Regions from separate parts of the Mus musculus genome. Here region 1 is linked to region 2. The links are chromatin contacts, called in public Hi-C maps. All regions are on one chromosome and are shown on one strand. The core of a region is the stretch at or near the end of the contact, and the rest is flanking DNA. Distances in the headings are between cores, read along the strand shown.

The links. A called contact is a pair of places that touch in the nucleus more often than the background predicts.
Region 1: a contact with region 2 is called in a Hi-C map of embryonic fibroblasts, with 1.8 times the contacts expected there. The contact joins the promoter of Sema3e here to the enhancer-like site in region 2. A contact is called at or near these places in 2 of 39 promoter capture datasets (embryonic stem cells and liver), 9 of 484 Hi-C or Micro-C datasets (the AML12 cell line, adipose-derived mesenchymal stem cells, cortical neurons and 3 more), 5 of 115 datasets of contacts at active chromatin or transcription factors (embryonic stem cells and fibro-adipogenic progenitors) and 2 of 9 other capture datasets (adipose tissue and embryonic stem cells).

Annotation. Positions count from the first base shown.
Region 1 is chr5:14,023,597-14,026,583 of GRCm38.p6, reverse strand. Sema3e (sema domain, immunoglobulin domain (Ig), short basic domain, secreted, (semaphorin) 3E) reads right to left here and starts at 1,308. Exons shown (of 17, transcript NM_011348.2): 1 at 560-1,308. The coding sequence starts at 674.
Region 2 is chr5:13,930,065-13,932,847 of GRCm38.p6, reverse strand. No RefSeq gene overlaps it. Among named protein-coding and RNA genes, the nearest start is that of Sema3e, 94 kb to the left of the region's middle. Within about 2 kb of position 1,342, at least 13 of the 459 cell types and tissues checked have an H3K27ac peak or open chromatin away from gene starts, as enhancers often do. A contact at or near this core is called in embryonic fibroblasts and pancreatic cancer cells, where this site is marked.

The DNA of each region.
Region 1 (2,987 bases), core at 59-2,558, 94 kb before region 2:
TATTCTAATAATCAACTCAGTGTGAAGGCTAATTTGTATTATTTGTTAGTCATTTTAATTACACGGGGGAATGATATCATTTTTTTTCCTCAGGAATTTTCTTTTCTCCTCTCAATCTCATTAAAAAGAAAACAAACAAAACACCCAACAACAACGACAGCAGCAACAACAGTGTGCCTCTACTTTTAAAGCCTGTCCCATAGGCCTCCCATAGTGCAAGTAGTGGTATTTCAGTAGCTACAGCTCACTTGGGGGATTTAGCCTTTCCAGCTATTAGCAGCTGCGCCCCACCTTCTCAGTTCTGCAGAGCGGTGAGTGAACTTCTCCAGAATAATATCTGATATTTCTAGGGCAAAAATAACACCTCCAAGTTGGCAAGCGATTTAACACTTTTTCCAGATGAGGTAGGATATGTTAACTCGAGGTGCTTACACTCCTGGGTGAGTGTGGCAATATGCTTCAGGTGCACTTTGAGGGTCTTGGGGGCAACATGGACCTGTGTTAAGTGACTTTCCATTCGGTCATTTTCCTAACAAAAGGATAAGGAAAGGTAACCTACCTTTATGTGACAGGCGTAGCCTGGGGTAGGAGGGGTTCGCGGAGTGACCTGGGGTCCAGAGTTCCAGCAGGTGACCCCAGAGCAGCAAGGTGAGGATGTGTCCGGCCGGTGCCATGGTGCGTGCTGGCTCTCCTCTGGCCCCTGCAGCCACACTTTAAGACAGGATTGAGTTTTACTTAGTACTTCCCTCCAGGGGCAACTGCGGGCGACAGGCTTTGTCACAAACAGAAGGGGTTGTCATCAGAAAATACCATTCCCAAGTGCCATTTGCCGGGCAATATTTGGATCCGCTAAGCCTTTCTGTCCTTGGGCCCGGTGGTTAGAAGCGCGGAGCAAGAGACCGTCCAAGGAGCGCGTCTTGAGAGCCAGGTCCGGGCTGGTGCTGTCGCCGTCACCCAGACGCGGAGTGAGGAGGAGGCTGTGGCTAGCTTCAGTCTCCCCGCCAGCTATTCATTGAGAAAACAGTCGGAGCAGAGCAGCAGCCTCCCCCAGCTCTTCCCCCAGCCTCCCCGCCAGCCTCCCAGAAGTCAGCCTCCTGCACTGACTTGCCGAGCAGCTAGTTCGTATTCGCCTCTCCTCTCGATAATTAGAAGCAAGAAGTGCCACTTGCGCCAGGAGCGCGGGATCCACCCAGCGGGGATGCCGCCTGTCAGCGCTCTGTTTACAGGAAAGTTCAGGCAGGGTTGAGCCCGCGCGCGTTTCTAGGAAGTGTCTCCAGCCCACGTGCCTCGCCGCATCTCCCCGGCTCTGACCCGCCCGCCAGGCAAGGGAGACAGGTCCTCACCCTGTCGGGGCGGGGCCAGGAAGACCTGCAGAATACTATTGAGCATGTGAAAGGCTGAGCCGTGGCCTCGGGAAGGACTTTGAAATGCTCATTCATCTTTCAATAAATCCACAGTCTAAATCTCCCACTATCCGGGAGCCAAATTAATTTGTTCACTGTTTCCACAGAACCTTGTTCACAATTCAAGTTTTCTGTATTTTCCATCTTAGAAATGTTACTTTTGACTCTTGAGGAAAGTGCGTATTTCAAGAGCCAGAGGGGTAAAATGTCACTTTTCCATCGTTTCATAAATGAGTTAATATGAAAAAAGAAATCTGCCGTATATTCATTTTCCTAAAACAAAAACATATCTCAGCTCACATTTAAGAAAGATTAAAGGTCAAGGTATTGGTCTTCTGAGAGAGGTGTCTCGATGTAGAGAGGTGTAGGTAAAGTTGAGACTCTCTACTCGCTGGGCCTGGGTAAGGCAAGCATTAACACAGGATGTAAAGTACCTTGGAAGTCAGTGTTGTGCACTCTCAGAGTTTATTTTCATGACACCATGTTTGTGTAAGTAAACTTAACACAATAGGTCAGCTGTTCAATCTACTTTCAAGCAGTTTCAAAAACTAAACCAAACGTTCTAGAGCTGCTGGCATGGAAATGAATTGTATTATTTCAAGACAGCAGTAAGCTGTAATAGCGGTTTGGTCTCACAGCTGAAAGTTAAATGGTAAACAAATGATATCCGCTATGATGGCTTTTTCTTCTTAGTCTTCATTTTATATATAGCAATGGCTGTGGACAGTTTTTCAGAATTATGTGCTTAAAGTGATATGATTATAACAAAAAGATAACTTAGGTCATTCCAATATCCTACATTCTATACAAGCAAGAAGTCCAACCAGGCATCCTTTACCCATGTTTAAAGGATAACATGGACAGAGTATATTTAGCAAAATGTAAATGTCACCGGAGATTATAAATAATTAGATTTGCAAGGTTCACAAAAGATAACAAACTCTAAACAGTACTTAACGCTGAAACAACATGAAGTATGTCGACTTTTAACACGGGGTGGTCTTTGTAGACACTTGCATATTTTAAAAGCCAGGGAGATGGGCTACAGACCTAACTGTAACATCCTGTAACTTCACAATCATTTCACTCTGTTCCAGAAACCAAAGTAACTAGAACATAGATAACAACTTTATCAGCTTTACCTAAGGGCAGGGTCTGTGCATTGATTACTGAAATTAATATCCTTATTCAACTGACATCTACCTAAGATTGCTATAGGGTTAAAGAAAGACGATCATAGATACTTCATTGAGACTCAAAGTAAATTGGAGAATAAGTACTATTAATGCTAAAATTTCTCACTTCCTCAAAGTGAGTATGGGCAATTTCAAAGCATTTACCACAGTAATCCACTCCTTTGTCCATCACAAAATGTGCTCTGTTTTACTTTTTTCACGTTTGTATTACATGTCCCTTCAAACCCTTTCTATGGCCTTTTACCTTTCTGTGTGTGTTATAGAAAACCTATGGATAATGGGAAATAAATTAATAATTAAAATGACTATTAAAACTAAACATCGGGTACTCATGAGGCTCTCAGATTCCTCCATATGTTTTTAGACTATCCTTCGGAATAGTCTTTGA
Region 2 (2,783 bases), core at 93-2,592:
GGATGTGGGCTTGTAACCTGGGGGTGCAGGTATGTTGGGAGAATAACCAAGAGACACTGGTCTTGTTTGAGATTAGCCTAGAGACTAGAGCTGAGCTTGGGTTTGGTTGGGGGTCAACTTGGAAACCAGCTTGTTAGTTTACCTAAATTCAAACTTAGGTCAGGTTCTTTAAAATGGAGTCTGAATTTAACAGATTTGGCCTCTCATTTCTATCCCCTTAGAGGCTTGTAATCTTTCCTCCTATTCTTCCATAAGAGTACCAAAAGCTCCATCTACTGTTTGACTCTGAGTGTCTGTAACTGTCTCAGCTGCTGGGTGGAGCCTCTCAGAGGATAACATGCTCCTGTTTGCAAGTATAACAGAGTATCATTAATAATGTTAGGGATTGGTGCTTGGCCATGGGATGAGTCTCAAGTTTGACTGGTTATTGGTTGGCCATTCCCTCAGTCTCTCCTCTATCCCCTGTCCCTGAATTTCTTGTAGACAGGATACATTTTGGGTTGAAAATTTTGTATTTGGGTTGGTGTCTCTATTGCTCCACTGGGGTTTCTGCCTGGTTACAGGAGGTGGCTCCTTCAGATTTCATATTCCCAATGTAGTGAGATGCATCACTGATTCTTTTAAAATATGGATCCTAAATTTTCCTTGGTCTTCAAACAAACATTCAGAGGTGCCATAGACTTGATTTTTTTTTTTCCATTTGGAAATCAAACTCCACCATCTCTGAATTTTTGTGGATTTATCAATAATAACAAACAGCTCGCATGCTTGTTCTACAACAACATATTATAGTTTGTTATATTAGTTATCCAGAGCTTCAGAAATTACTCCCTGCTTGGTGATCTGAAACAGTTCCCAACTGTTCTCTCATAATTCAGAAAGCCTGCCATTTAAAACCAAAGTGTAGGCAAAGTTGATCCCTTATGATAACTTTAAGAGAGAGACGCTCCTGTTTGTCTTGTAGTGTCTGGTGACAGTCATGGTTAGCACTCCATATCTTATATCTTACCTCAGCTATGCTGTCTTAGAGAAAACTCTGTCTTTTTGTTTTGATCTACTACTAAGGCAGTAAATTTCCATCCTCGCCTTGAATCTACTAGCAGAATTCCAAAGATTACATTCTCAGGCCCATGGTAGATGTGGTTGTTTTGGGAAGTGACATCATTTAATCCATGACATGCATGACAAATTATTTGTCACATTATTTGAATATTAGTGAAAAAAATCACTATTTGTTTTTAGGTATTAAGATAGGCTAAAATTTAACTCTGTCTAAGGCACTGCTGTATTGTTGTGAAGGGACACCATGACCAAAGGAATTCTTATAAAACAAAGTATGTAATTGTGGCCTGGCTTTAGTCCACTATTATCATACCTGGAATCACAGCAGCAGAGAGCACAGCAGCAGGCAGGCATAGTGCTGGGGAAATAGCTGACAGATATATCCTGGTCCACAGGCAGAGAAAAGGAGGAAACTGTAAAAGTAACTTCCATTTACCTGGTGTAATTGTTGTCTCAGAGGCATATTGCTTCCGTCTGCTAACCTAGGCCTGGGCCTAGAAGCTTGCTCAAGTACAATCTTATCTAGGGAGAGAACGTTTGCAGCCTCTTAAACTTACTGCTGAGCAAGCTTCCCCATTCTACTGCTTTCTGAACTCTGGCAGATTGAATTCAGCTGTTCTGACTCAAACCCCTCTACAGGCTTACTGATCAGTCTGGCTTCTCAGTTATCCTGAATCCTCCACTTGACCTCAAACTAACTCTATAATCTATTCTGATCTTCTGGCTCCTTCTCATTTTCTGGCCTGTTATCTCTCTGCATCTTGTCTCTGTACAACTGTCCAGGTAAAACTATCTTCTCTCTCCCTCTCCTCTCCCTCCCCCTCCCCTCTCCCCTCCCCTCCCCTCTCCCCTCCCTCCTCTCTCTCCTCCACTGTTCTCTCTTGTCACCTCTTTTTCTCCTCTTCTCATGAGACTTGGGCATATTCTGTCAAATCTTTCTCTAGTTTGTCACTTTGTCTGCCACTCATGGATGTTTCTTTCTATAAACTAACTTTACCTTCATTGTTTGGGATTAAAGGTGAGTAGTAAGGGTGTGTCTGTATTCTATAACTCCATATCTCCATATACACATAAATATGCCAATGTACATGTATATATGTTTCTGACGGGGTGGAAGTAGGTGGTAAAGATATTTCAACACTCCAAGATATGAAAAGAAGCTAACTTGTAGTTTAATTCTTGTGGGCTTAAAATTGAAAATAAGTACTCATAGATATTTCCAGACTGACTATTTTAAAAGCCAAAGGCAAAATATGGAATCTGAGATAAAGTTTGATAAAGAGCTACTTACTGGGAAACAGCAGCAAATAGAAACATCCAGAAATATTTTTCTGTCAAATGTTTGTACCTCATGATTTAGAGAAAAATAAAACCTTCTATCTTCTAAATTATTCTGAAAGTTTTTTTCTTCTACTTTGTATTTTGTAACCAATTGGCAGCATTACTATACAACAGAGTATCCTATCTTTTCATTTTTGGCATACAAACCCCTTTTATATACTTTGTAGAGAATGGCATATTAATAGAAGCAGTACAATTAGTTTGAGAAAATAGCTATTAAATTTAGTTTGAAAGTTCCAAAAGAACCATGCCAATTGTTACCAAAAAAAGATTAAGAGGAAATACTAATTTTATCAAGAAAATGAAATACAAGATACTAATACTAATAATTGTTACTCTGTCATTAACCAAATAGTGCATGCTGTGTTATATGTTCCTAA